Regions from separate parts of the Mus musculus genome. Here region 1 is linked to region 2. Evidence: chromatin contacts called from public Hi-C data. All regions are on one chromosome and are shown on one strand. The core of a region is the stretch at or near the end of the contact, and the rest is flanking DNA. Distances in the headings are between cores, read along the strand shown. Region 1 holds the start of Scaf11 (SR-related CTD-associated factor 11). Region 2 overlaps Arid2 (AT rich interactive domain 2 (ARID, RFX-like)).

What was found. A called contact is a pair of places that touch in the nucleus more often than the background predicts.
Region 1: a Hi-C map of liver shows a contact between it and region 2, with 3 times the contacts expected there. The contact joins the promoter of Scaf11 here to the enhancer-like site in region 2. A contact is called at or near these places in 2 of 39 promoter capture datasets (liver and stem cell-derived epiblast-like cells), 1 of 484 Hi-C or Micro-C datasets (liver), 2 of 115 datasets of contacts at active chromatin or transcription factors (effector CD8 T cells and embryonic stem cells) and 2 of 9 other capture datasets (embryonic stem cells and liver).

The regions. Positions count from the first base shown.
Region 1 is chr15:96,458,562-96,465,299 of GRCm38.p6, forward strand. It overlaps Scaf11 (SR-related CTD-associated factor 11), which reads right to left and starts at 2,282. Exons shown (of 15, transcript NM_028148.2): 1 at 2,041-2,282. Gm41408 reads left to right here. Exons shown (of 2, transcript XM_030248866.1): 2 at 1,483-4,685. The coding sequence ends at 2,348.
Region 2 is chr15:96,372,118-96,379,516 of GRCm38.p6, forward strand. It overlaps Arid2 (AT rich interactive domain 2 (ARID, RFX-like)), which reads left to right. Exons shown (of 21, transcript NM_175251.4): 15 at 1-645; 16 at 6,697-6,845. Among named protein-coding and RNA genes, the nearest start is that of Gm41408, 76 kb to the right of the region's middle. Within about 2 kb of position 5,279, at least 117 of the 459 cell types and tissues checked have an H3K27ac peak or open chromatin away from gene starts, as enhancers often do. A contact at or near this core is called in liver, where this site is marked.

The DNA of each region.
Region 1 (6,738 bases), core at 1,032-3,531, 83 kb after region 2:
ACAAGGTAAGACAAAACACCACTTACATCCCTAAAAGACAAGAGCAGAAGCTGGGAAGCACAGTGCACATTATTTTATAACTAGCTTGTGTTACTTTGAGGCACACTGCCCTCTTAGAATGGTGGTTTACAACTATCTTGCATTAAAGTACCTAAAATGTGCAGGCTGATGGGTAGTTACCATTATACTTCATTACTAAAGGTATATGTCAGGGATGACAGCAGGTTAGGTAAGTTTTCATGAAAACCGCTCGTAAACTATCCGTGCTCCAGGAAGATGGGAAAATTGGGAATACCCAATAGAAGGCCCAGAACCACGTGAGGGACTTCCAGGAAGAAAACTCTTAAAAGTTTTCTCTTAAAAATTAAGTAATTTACACTTTCTTTTGTATTTTTCTCCTTTGTCATGTTGAAGGCTGCCTTTGCAGTATATTTACAGAAGGGCAAAGAAAAAACTATTAGCTAAAGTGAAGCTACAGTAGGAACTGCTAATCTTTGAAACTCTGACCACAAGAGGGGCAATGGTGGCACACACCTTTAATCCCAACACTCTAGAGGCAGAGGCAGGCGGATTTCTGAGTCTGAGGCCAGCCTGATCTACAGAGCGGATCCAGGATGGATAGGGCTACACAGAGAAACCCTGTCTTGATAAACAATGAAGAAGAAGAAGAAGAAAAAAATGACTGCATAAACAAAACGCAAATTAATTCATATCTAAAGATATTTTCAATTTTTCTTTTTTGTCTATTTGGGCAAAAAATAAAAAATAAACCAACAATAACAACAAGAAAACTACTTTTTCCTTCTGTTTTAAATAATAATAAAATGGTTAAGCCAAGTGCCAAAGCAGAGGGGGAGGTGGGGGTGGAAACATGGTGTGGAGAGACAGAATTACCCAATAAAATTTTATTAAAAATACCGGTTAAATGAAAGGGCTAAGAATCTATTGCCTTCACTGTTGTGGGGCTGCGGCAAATAAATCATACATGAGTTATCTTTTCCTTGAAAAATGAAAAAAAACGTACTTATTGATATACTTTCCCCAAAATTCAGAGAAAACTGCCCAAACTGGGGGAAATTTGAATACTACCATATCTTAGTCAAGGCATACTAAAAAACTTTCTCGTCAGTTTTCGTTAGTTCGCTGCTAGTATATAAGGATGGTAGCCAAAATGTAATCCAAAATGAATGAGAAGCAGCCGCGGTTTTACGTAGTACGATCAGCATGTAAAACTTGCATTCTGTATTGTTTACTACCTCACACACGCAGATGATTAGCCGGACTACCGGAATACGATACTGTACAGATCAACGCATGGGGAGTGTAGGTCACCATTTCAATCTGGGACTGTTGCCCTCAATTGCAACCAGGTGTCTTTTAAATTAAATTCTTCGAGATCCGTGCGGAAGACGAGCGTGCATTGGCCAATCTTCTAATCGGTACTCAGTCCCCGGCTCTAAGGCGGGGTTGAGCGGGGCTGAGTTTCGATCTCCCGGCCGGTTGGACCGCGGGCAGCCCGGGCAGCGGGTTTTAAAAACGACGGCGGGGGTGGGGAGGCGGCCGCCGAGGGAGGGAGGGAGAGGCCGAGGCCAGGCGCCGGCCAGCGCTTCCTCGTTCAGGCGCCGGGGAGGTCACAGCCTAGTGAAGTTTGGTTTCACAAGCGGGACCCGGAGGCTCGGGGACGAACGCGAACTCCACGGGAAAGCGGGCCAGCCTGGGAGCGCCCGGAAGCACGGCCGACACGTTCCCACTGCGGGTGGGGGAGCTGCGGGCCGGGCCTGGAGCCCCTTCCTGCCTCGGCCGAGGCCCCGCAGCCCGCGCCGCCCCGCTCTGCTCCTAGGCCCCGCGCGCGCCCAAACTGGACCTCCGCCCCGCGCCGCCCGGGGCCGCGGCTCCCAACTTTGCTCGCAGCGAAAGACACCGCCCGAGCCGCGCGCGAGCCCCAAACTTTGCCCGCCCGCCCGGCCCGCGCCCCCGCCGCGCCGCGCTGCGCTGCGCCCCGGGGCGCCTCGTCCGCTCTCTCCGGCCCGCCGTGTTTACCTGAGGCCGAGGTCCCGCGGCCGCGCCGGCGCAGGAGGCCCGGTCTCCGTCAGTCCGCCGCTAAGTTCTGCACCATGGACTCCTCCGGCCGCTCGGAAGCGCGCGCGGCCCGCGGGCTGGCTCGGACGGCCGGGTCGGGAGCACGCAGGCAGCCACGCAGCAGGAGACCCGGGCAGGCGGCGCTAGCTCCGCGCCGCTTGCGCCACCGCCGCTCCCCTCCCCCGCCGTGTCTGGCGGCTCCCTCCCTTTCTCCCTCCCTCCTTCCGCGGGGCTCAGCCGCGCCGCCACAGGTCGGCGCACTGTGGTGACGACGCGGGCGGGCGGGCGGGCGGGCGGCTGGACCCGCCGCACGCTACCTGCTCGCGGGCGCTGCCGTACTCCCCCGGACCTCCAGGGGGCGCCCGCGAGCCGCGACGGACGGACGGACGTGGTGGGCGGGGCACGCCGCCCGGCTGGAGAGCGGGAGCTCCGGCGTCTGCGAGTGGCCGGGGCTTCTGGGAAACATTCTTCTTGCCCCGCCCTCTTGCCGCTCGGAGCGCTACGCGCACGCGCCGTGCTCAGTCCTCGCTCCACCCCTTTCCCCCTCATCCCCACCCCCGCCCCTGCGCCCTGGCCGCGCTCTCTCTGGTCGTGGCCTTTCCTGGCAGGCTCCGTGGGCGACAATAAAGATGTTTTGGAGAGACTGCAGTCCCGAGAAGAACTCGTGCGTAGTTGGCACGGATGAAGTACTCCGCCCGCTGCACGTGCGCGGCGGCCTGCCAGCCCGGGACACACTCCCACGCCCTAAGCCCGCGTCCCCGAGGCTAGCCGAGCCTGGCTGGCTTTAAGTGCTTCCACTTTCAGTCACTCTGCGATGTCCTCCTGCCCTGCAGCGCCCTCGGATCTTTTGTTTCACCTCGGAGGTGTCTTTACAGGCTTTTCGTCAGGCGCTGGCTTTTTCACCCCCTGCTCCACGCTCTAGCTTTTCCTAGTTGTCCTCTTGCAATCCACGCTGTCGCCTGGCCACCCCAACCCAGGCTGTTCCCTCCCTACCTCCAGCCCAGCAGCGTCCCCTGCCCTCCTCTCTGATCCTGTCGCTTCCCTGGCATCTTCATCCTGTGCTACTTGGCTGTTCAGTGCCCGTCACGTCACACCGAAGTTTGGGATGATGTCTCGTTAAGCTCTTCACAGAGCCGAGCACCAGCAAGGGACTGGGTAAATAACCGCTTAGGAATGCAATGAATGGCAGCCTTGTCTCTCCCAGTGTCAGTGAGCTATCTTCATAGGTTTGGAAATGTGGTGTTCCTGTGTGCAAGTATTTCGCAGTGATTTAGAGGTGTTAAAATACTTTGTTCTGATGAAACAAGACTTTCTGAGGGACCTTTCTCTTGTAATGACGACGAATGAAGCTGGTGATTAAGAAAACCTAAAAACCTGTTGAAACTGTTGTGTGACAGAATCAAGTCAAAGGCACTGTTAACCATCCTGCAGAGATAAAGTTTAGCTTTCCTGTGTACACTCGGGGTCCAGAATTCACCCTAGAGAATTTTATCAGTAAGAGCAATTCCCGGTGAAGATGTGATATTCTTTTGTATGTATTTTATTTTGTTTTTAATGCAGAGTCTCACTGTGCAGACCGATCCTCAAACTCCACATCTCCTACTTCAAATTTATTGCTCTACCTTTTGTGTTCGCAACATTTAAAATTCACTCTGTAGCCATCGTGCTGGGTAACAGAGCACGAGAAAAGGCTCCTCCTGCCTAACTGCCCTTTGACCACCTCCCGCCCCCATCCACCTCCCCCTCCACACACACAATACTTACCTAACAGAAACGAAGGTGCATTGTAATATAGGCTGTTTCTTGTTCCCCAAGAGAGAGACCCTGCCTATTTCTATATATGGTGTTCTCCTCTTTACTGTGTTTGCATGATAAGAATGTGTTTTGTTTCCTTTTTTTTTTTTTAAATTTATCAGAGAGGGTAAATATAAAACAGATGGATAATGTCGATGGCATACCTGTTAATACTTTAGACTCATTTATAATCATAAACAAGTGAGGGCTAGGGAGGTGGCTCATTAAGTGCTTACCACACAAGCATGAGGACCTGAGGTTGACTCCCCAGAACCCACAGAAAGTTGGGCACCATAGCAGGCATCCGTAATTCCAGGGCTTTCACGGAGAGACAACAGGAGAGACCTCTGAAGCTAGCCTGCTGTCAGAGACAACAGACCCTACCTGTAGAGTGTAGAAGGCAAGAATTGATACCCAAGGTTGTCCTCTGACCCCACTTGTGCACTGTGGGACACACACTTTCACGAGTACACCACAACAGAGAAGTACCCCATGAACAAACATGTACATACAGAGAGCATTTTAGTTTATTTTTTATGTATATGGGTATTTTGCTTACATGTATGTCTGCACCACATTCTTGCAGTGCCCATGGAGGCCAGAAGAGGAAGACAAGGTGTCTGGGGCTGGACTTCCAGGTGGAGTTATGAACCAGGTTGTTGTTGCTGATACTCAAACCTAGCTCATCTGGAAGAGAAATGCTAATAACTGACCTGAACTATCTCTCCAGTCTCCCTCCCCCTCCCCCCCAAAAGAGATTTGCTAAGATCTACAAATGGTGCACATAAAAATACCTTCATTGAAATTCTCAATTGTGTTGCAGTTTCTCGGGCAACCATCCTTTCACAGTGTGATAGAAACCCATAGCATTGAAAAACCAAAAACAAACAAACAAACCCATAGCAGCAGCTTTGAAAATGAAAGGTGATCGGTCAATGTATACATTTTTATGGGTTCATCAGAAATAATTGCTATAATCTGTCTTTTATGAATGTAACACAAAACAAAATTCACATTAAGAGAAGAAGAAAAAAGAAATCATGGAATAAAGACCTTGGGTTACTTAACCCCTTGGCAGTTTTAAACAAATAACCCCGTGTTTTATCTTCGATTTTTATATAACAGGAGGTTTTCAATTTAATCTGTATAGTGTGTTTATGTCAATAAAAATTTACAAATTCAAAAGGTATGCAGTTAAGACTCATGGACAAAATGTGGTCAAATATGCAATGTCCATATAACGAATGGAAACTAAATGCTATAAGGAAAAGTTACAGGAACTTTCACAAAATAATATAGCTTTATTAAAACCAATATTCCACTCAAGAAAGATGAACCTCCAGATACAGTCTCTTAACACTAATCAGCGTAACCAAATACAGACAGAGTCAGTGGTGTGCCCGCATTGGTGTGCACAGGGGTTAGCATTCTGCATTGTAAGTCAATAAAGCAAGCCCTCCTAGCTCCAGCCCCAGCCACTGGGAAGTACACATAAATGATTGTACACTCTGCAATAATACCCTAGCTGTGAACTTTGAATCACGTGGTAAATTGCCATCCGCGTGGGTGACACCAGAACCCCGCAGCCCTAGCACCAAATTCAGTGCTGTTCAATCTTGGCATCAGCTGTTCTCACCGAACAAATACTGTGGCCGACCACTGCTGACGTGATCAAGCCCGTATCATTTTACCCATGTTACCACCTGTCCAAGGTCCATCACCTTCGAGAAAAGCTCTTGCGCGCGCCAGACTTGACCAGCAAGAACGACGCTGCAACAGGATCCTTCTGCACACGTTTATTGGGAGAGCTTGATTGCAGAGGCGAAAAGACCCCGAGCCCAGAACTGATGCTGTTTATATAGGCCTAGGAGAGGCTTGTCTCACACCCGGATTGGTTATGCACTATGCCTCATTTGCATGTTCCTCATCTGATTAGCTACTCTCTCTCTCTGTACCTCACAGAGCCTCATTATCATACCTCATTTGCATGTCTCACATCTGATTGGTTATACTCTCAAAGCCTCATTATCATGCCCGGGCCAGGCAGTGTCTTTGCAAAAAACTTTACTGCATATGTACACATTGGTTGTTTGTCCAAACTTATGCGTGGTGGCCAGCAGTAGTCAGTGCCACTCTGCAACGGCACATGTGGCTTCCCACAAAAAGCTGTACTCTCCTTGATGTCACACCCTCTGGCAGAGGCTGGCTATAACTGGGTTTATCGCTAACAGTTGTCAAACAGCAGGGCAGAGACACCTTCAAAGGCGAGCAAGGCCAGTTTGCTACGTCAAATGTCTTGGTTACCCTGAGGATGTAACAACCAATGCTCCACTGGTAGTGACAGACTACTGAACTACAGACAGCGAGTTTGGTGTGGGAAGGAAATCTTGGCTGCAGGCAGATACTTCTGTCCTCAGAGGCAAAGTTTTTCAGCATTGGTCATTGATTTCTTTCTCAACTAGACAAATTTTAATCATCTTTTCCACACTCCAGGAGATATAGATGCTCTAGATAATGCAAGAGAGATTTGATGACGCCTCCACAAAACTACCTTGGTCATCCAGTCCATTTGCCAAGTTTGCATAGTCACTCACCTAGAGAGGCAGTTCGTCATTGCAGTCCATGTTAAACATTGCCTCCCATCCACCCTAATGTGTCCCTTGAAGCGCTGGGTCCTTCCCAGAATTCCATCTCAGCAGGCCAGTGTTCTCCACGGCTGCCTAACGGAAGCTTCTGCCCATCAGATTTCACGGCTACCCAACTGTGGCTCTGGATGCCGTAATTAAGTTAACTGTGCTTCCACCTCAGGGCGTGGCAGACAGGTCACGTGACCATGTGCCGGAGAAGTCCACCTCTGTGTCCAGT
Region 2 (7,399 bases), core at 4,029-6,528:
CCAAATCACAAAACTTCTAATCATGTAGGAAATGGTGAGATATCTCCAGTAGAACCACAAGGGACTTCGGGTGCCACTCAGCAAGATACTGCCAAAGGTGACCAACTAGAAAGAGTTTCTAATGGACCTGTGTTAACTCTGGGTGGGTCACCGTCCACAAGCAGTATGCAAGAAGCCCCGAGTGTGGCGACACCGCCGTTGAGTGGTACTGACCTGCCTAACGGACCTCTAGCTTCAAGTTTGAATTCAGATGTGCCTCAGCAACGCCCAAGTGTAGTTGTCTCACCACATTCTACAGCCCCTGTCATACAGGGGCATCAAGTCATAGCAGTTCCCCACTCAGGACCTAGAGTGACCCCTTCTGCTCTATCATCTGATGCTCGGTCTACAAACGGCACAGCCGAGTGCAAAACTGTAAAGAGGCCGGCAGAGGATAATGATAGGGACACTGTCCCGGGAATCCCAAATAAAGTAGGGGTTAGAATTGTTACAATCAGCGACCCCAACAATGCTGGCTGCAGTGCAACCATGGTTGCGGTCCCAGCTGGAGCGGACCCAAGCACTGTAGCGAAAGTAGCAATAGAAAGTGCTGCTCAGCAAAAGCAGCAGCATCCACCGACCTACATGCAGAGTGTGGCCCCACAGGTAAGTCACTCACGTGGCATCTGTAAACATGAAGGCTAAATGAACTGTTGACTTCTGTCTCACCTTAAGCAACTGTGTGTCAGGTCATGTGTGCTCAGGGCTCTCCTGCTCTTTGTTTACGAGACTTGTTTCAGCTCTAGCATTCAAGGTAAGGGCTCTTTGAGTTCTGCATATGCAATTTTGCCTTCCAAAATGGATGTTGTGTATGTACCAAGTAGAAGTGCCCAGTCACTGTTTATTTCCACAGTTTGACATTTTCCCTTAAATGATATAATGATGAGTACAAAGTAGACATTCAATAAGTTCAATTTTTAATTTTTTACTACATGTGAACTTAGCAGTTCATCTTGGTTGTCTGGTTGATTTCCCTCTTGGAATCTGTTAGAAATCTAAATAAAATGATAGTGAACCAAACTACATCGGAGAAGAACTTTAATATTATGGAGTTATTTCATTTCTCCTCATTCTGTGTGTTCCTGATTTTGCTTTTGGGTGGCATCCAGAGGAGAGCTCAGGGCTGGGGGCGAGGAACAGTGATGGTAGCTGGAGCTGGCACTAGGACTCAGGGAAAGCCTTCTTCGCTGGAGCCTCACTGATCAGCCCTGGGCTGCAGGGGGCGACTCTGATGCTGAGTAACACAGCCGGGGTCATAGTCTAGGAGGTGCTGCCCAGACTAGAGCCTGCTGCAATCTGAAGCCAGCTCTTCATTTATGAGTTTGCTCTTCTACTGTAGCCAGTTTCTCTGAACAATTCTAGAAATTTGTCTTTTATCTTACACTGTAATTATTTGAACTATTGCATATAAGATGTTAGTGTTAATAAATGATTTTTAGGGCACAAACACAAAAACTCTAAATACATTAGTTATACAGAGGTGGCTTGGGCCTGTGTATACATTTTGTTACCAATCTGAAAAATTATGTACTAGCCCGACACTAATTTTCTTTGAGAACACAGCTCATTTAAAAACAAAACAAAACAAACCACCCTACATTCTGAGCTGAGAATATAGCAGAGTGGTAGATTGGCTTGCTTTGCCTATATAAACCCCTGGTTCAATTCTTAATGTCCATCTTGTATCTCCAAAGTTGATACTTGGTTGCGAGGAAACAGGTAAAATATGCAGGAGGTATGCGAAAATGGAAAAAACAAAAACAAACCTACAGCTACAACTGGGTTCCTTTTGTGTGGTGGTTACAGTGGTGCCTGCCACAGCTGGGCATCTGTAATGGAGCAGGTCTACTTAAGCTCCACAGAGGAGCAGAAGACCCTACAGGGGCTAGGTACAGGGGATAGACTTCACCAACAGAGTCAGGGCTGAAAGTAGCTCGCTAGAGTCAGCTTGCTTCTAGGGAGACACTCCCTCTTTCTTGCCCAGGTTCTTTAGCTCCGTCCACAGTTCTGGTTGCATTTAGAGGCCTTGGTTTAATGCCATTTTGTTCACTATTTGAGTGGTAGTCTGCAGGGTCCAAGATAGAGTGTTTTTAATAGCATTTTTAATTTATTTTTGATTATTTATATATGATGTTTAACAGCAAATGTAAAGAGAATTTTTAAACTTGTACCTGCTTCAGAGTTCTGTTATTTATAGCTGTTCTTTTAAAATCTGTAATATTTGCAAGTTCCAAATGCAGCTCATAGAGCATTATTTCCAGATGGCCTACCCTCTGCATTCTCCATGCGTTAATGTCTGTTAGAAGCAAAGCAAACAAGCCCACGTGAACCTATTGTACATACGTACATTTAATAAGAGTAAAAAGCTTGATAGACGCTGAAACCCCTATATAAGGTGCTTCAGACCAAACATTTACAGATTTCATATTTTCTCTTCTTTAATTTTGAAATATTTTAAGAACGTATGAGATATCCTGAGGAACCAAATAGAAACACAAAATACATTTTTTATATATCTTATATATACACATATGTCATGCACACGCATGTGCGTGTCCTGTATGTGTGTGCACATGTGTGTGTGCATTTGTGTGTGTGTGTGTGTGTGTGTGCTTCAGCAGTCACTAGAGTCCAGTTGTCACAGTGTTCAGTTCCTGCCCACCCTGTTTCAATGTTAGCCTTACTCAAAGGTTAATACTAATATTTGGGAGGGATTTAAGAATGTCATATCAAAGTATTATCAATGGCTTCGACAATTGATAGCCATAATTTTCTCTTGAGCAGACAATAAAGGAAGCAAAATTATAGTTTAATAAAGTGAAGGGTATTATTTCTAGAAAGAAAACTGCCATATTCATGGACATTTTTGTTAATTTTATTTTATGAAGCAAATTACAATATTTTTTTACATTCTCTGTGTTGTATTAATTTTGCTACTTGGTTGTTCAAGCTAAGCTTTTCCCACATTGATTTTAAAAAGCATAATTTGAAAAAGCCCCGCCGGGCGGTGGTGGCACACACCTTTAATCCCGGCACTTGGGAGGCAGATGCAGGCGGATTTCTGAGTTCTGAGGTCAGCCTGGTCTACAGAGTGAGCTCCAGGACAGCCAGGGCTACACAGAGAAACCCTGTCTTGAAACTACCCTTCCCCCCCGAAAAAAAGCCCCTATTTTGTCTCAGTACTGAATGATAACATAATATTCCTCAAGAGCTGACCACGTCAAATATTTACTGAAGCTTCTCACATACGTGTCTGAGGGCTGGCTGCGGCTGGCTGGTCTTTCATGTTTACTGGAAATGAGAGGAAACCAGGTCTGCATTCTTGTGCAATAGCCCTTTTAGTATTAATATTACTATTATCTACTTTGTGAGTATGGGTGTTTTGCCTGCATGTATGTCTATGTACCTGGATCCTGCCTGATTCCCGTGGAAGCCATAAAAGGGCATTGGATCTCCTGGGACTGGAGTTGGGCGCTCAAGGTTGAACCCTGGTCTTCTGGAAGAACATCACTCCACCACCCCCTAAGATCTAATTCTTAAAACATTAATTTACTTAGTATTTAAAGATATATATGTATATTTCTGCAAAGCCAGAGCCAGCTGCCTTCAGATCCTAGTCCTGTTTTGTGGTTTAGGATTCCTCTGTTCCTCCCTTGACAGCAAACATTTCATTTTACTACATTTCTTTTTACTTCTTTTAAATGGCTGCATGAAACTCTTAGTACCAGGTCGTGCTTGGCAGTGTGCAGTGCTTCTGCTCCCTAACCGGCTCACAGTCCAGGTTCCGCGGGCTTCTTTTTAGAGAGAGTGTGTTTTGATTTAAGTTTGTTTGAATTAGGACCCTAAAATGTTCACATTGCATCAGTATGTTTTTTATTCATTCTTAATTCACAGCTTAGGTTAACGTCAGTCATCCTTTCCATATCCCTTATTAATATTTGGGGTTAAATTGTCACATGATGCATTGTTTCTCAGTTCTTGGTGACCTAGTAAGACTTTCAGAATCATCAAAAAGATAAAAATCTTGGCATTTGTGAAAGTCAAACACACCTTTATACACACACTGGACAGTCAGTAAAGCTCACAATTTAAATGGCAGTAGTGTCCACATCAGGAAAACTAGGGTGCTTCCTTTAATTAAAATGTTAGTATGATGTAATTTCTCACTCTTGAGATTTATACTTGGCAAGGTTCTCTTCTCAGTTACTGAATTCACAATTTTCTATTCAGAGCTCTTGTTTTAAGGAAGTGATTTGACCATGTGTTGTAACCTGTTGAGAAACACATGTGTAGTAGGTTCATCTTACCTCTGAACTCGAAACCTGTGTTTTTCTTCTGGATTTCTCTATTATAATGGCAATAGTAACATGTATATTGGAATGAGATTCTAGGTGCCTCGTGTATGGTTTCATTTCATCACACTGTATCTCCTATACTCACAAAAGGAAAAAACCAAGGTTCAAGGAAAGTAATGAGGCTGCCCAGGTCACACGGCCTGTTGAAGAAGGGCACACTGACGATTCAGGGCTGGCAAGGTGGCTCAGAACATAAAACCATTTCTGAAACCCATGGTGGTAAAAGAGAGCTGACTCCCCAAAGTTGTCCTCTGCCTTACACGCACACACACGCACGCGCACATTCACGCACGCGCGCGCACATGCACGCACGCGCGCACACACGCACGGACACACCCCCCCACACACACACACACACGCACGCGCACACGCACACACAATTGATGAACTTTTGTTTAAAAAGCAGACTGAAGAGTTGTGTCCTGTCCTGATGTGTTGAGCTGGAAAGTCTCTTTTGGTGACACCTGCGTCACTCTAGCTCTCACTCTCACGTTTCAGAGGTGAGAACTCATCACAGAAGCAACTTCAGCTCCAGAGTAGGCTCCCCGAGCTTAGAACACAACATTCCAGAGTAGGCTCCCCGAGCTTAGAACACAACATTCCAGAGTAGGCTCCCCGAGCTTAGAACACAACATTTCTGCTGGTTTTCTTTCTCTTTCCTGTCTTTAAGGGCAAGTTTTCCCGTATCCCATACTGGCCTCCAGCTCAGCAGAAGATGACTTTGAATTTCTGATCAGCTGCCTCTACTCCCAAGTGCTAGGGTTAAAGGCCTGTAAATCCCAGTGGTACAGTACTTGCTAGCATGGGCAAGAGCCTGGGTTAGAGCCCCAGCCTTCCAGGGTAGCACACTACCACTCCTGGCTTCCTGTGTGAAGTCAGCTCCGGGGCTGTGTATGCCAGCCAGGCACTTTGCCAACTAAGCCTCAGCCTCAGCCACAGGACTCAACTCCAGACTTCTCACTTCTGTTTATGTTTTATCCGTCTGCACCATTATATAGCCCTGTATGGTTTTGGTTTGGCTTAGAAAAAGAGCTGTGGTTTTACTCTTGGGGACCCAGCACTTTCAGTCCTTGCTGCCTGTGCTGACGTCACCAGTGAGTGGACAAACGCAGTCGCTGTCTTACCAACCTGCTAAACAGCTCTTGACTTCCATAAGAAATTTAACTTGTTTTCTTTTCAGGTATCTCAAGAAAATGGCTGACCTAAACATTTTAAAAGATACTCTATTAGTGTTTTTTTTAAGTAAAAGGCATATGATATAGGACATAACAGAGGTTATATTTAAAAGACTGTGTGTCTACTTTGTGCTAGTGTTACCGTCACAGCTGTAACTGCCAGCCAGGCACGGTGGCATGTGCCTGTGATCGCGCATCTGAGAGGTGCTGCCAGGAGGATTGCGTTCCAAGCTGTCCTGGGCTACCTGGCAGTTGAAGGCCAGCTTGAGCAGCACAGCAGGGCCTTGCCTAGCATCGGGAAGGTTCTGGCTCGGATCCTTAAGGCAAACTATAAACTGAATATCCTCCAAGATTAAGTTGGTAGACACTTTACTCTGAATTATTTACTATTTTTGATATTCTCCTTACATGGTTGTGTCATCATTACTAACTCTGACCTGAGGTTTGCTGTGATTCATGTTGTGTCACTGATGAAATCTGAGGGGAAAAGAATTATTCTAAGCAATAATTTGCAGCTGATCTGTTCTCGACAGGGCAAGTAAATCGTAAGGCTTTGTTTTCATTTCAGGCTATAATTGAGTTGCTTCTTACTACAATTCTTAATTTGAATAATACAGTCTGTTGTCCATGTCTACCGCTTCCATGTCCATGAATTTATAACTTGAATCAAAAATAGCAGAAAACAATTCTTTACTGACCATGAATTGGAGAACGCGGTGCAGCAGCTCTTTGTACTTCTGTGCATTTGCGATATTTGAATGGTGGTGTGGAATCGAGAAATGACCTAGTATACAGGGAGACATGCACACTGAGACATAGGGATTTTGCCATCTATATAAATGCAAACAGATCTTGATATCCATGGGAAGTCACAGAAGCCAAGATGTCACAGATGTCAAGAGATAACACAATGAATAATATTGCTTCTGTGGTTACATATTTTAAAAGGAGCATACTTCCTAACCTTTTAATAAAAATCATCTTTTTAAATGTAATCATTAACTTGAAATTACAAACTGTACAAAAGTTTTATGTTAGAATTGTGTACCTGTCACTAATGTCCTTATAGAGTATAGAATGCTGTTTTCTGGTGTCATGTCACAACCTCTATTTGTGCTTTTCCACAGAACACTCCTATGCCACCTTCACCAGCTGTACAAGTGCAGGGCCAGCCTAGCAGTTCTCAGCCTTCTCCAGTCAGTGCGTCCAGTCAGCATGCAGATCCAGTGAGAAAACCTGGGCAGAACTTCATGTGTCTGTGGCAGTCTTGTAAAAAGTAAATGGCGGGGTTTTGTTGTTGTTGTTGTTGTTGTTATACAAAAGCATACTTTGTTTTAGAGTGCTTTGATATTTAAATTTCTGTCGTGTATATAGTTTATAACATTTTGTTTTCTGAAACCAATAACTTCTAATGAAAAGTCTTTTATGTTGAGAGTTACACTTACCTGGAACAAGAGGCATGCTTCAGCTGAAAGGTCTGTATCCGTGTCAGAAGGACTCGATTGCTTCATGCTAGTAAGGAATTTTGATCAATTAAGAACCTGGTTTTAAGCCAGGCATACTGGCACAACTTAATCCCAACACTCAGGAAACAGAAACAGGCAGATCTCTGCATTTGATGCCAGCCTGGTCTACATAGCAAGTTCCAGGCCAACCACAGCTTCATAATGAAACCCTGTTTCTTAAAGGGAGGGGGGTGGGGCCATTATAGAGTGGAGTGTGCAGTCGTTCCTGCCTGTAATCCTAGCACTCAGGGATGAGGCAGTAGAATTGCCAAGGGATCGAGCCCAGCCTGTGCTGGGACATCTGTCTTAAAGAAAAGAAGAACCA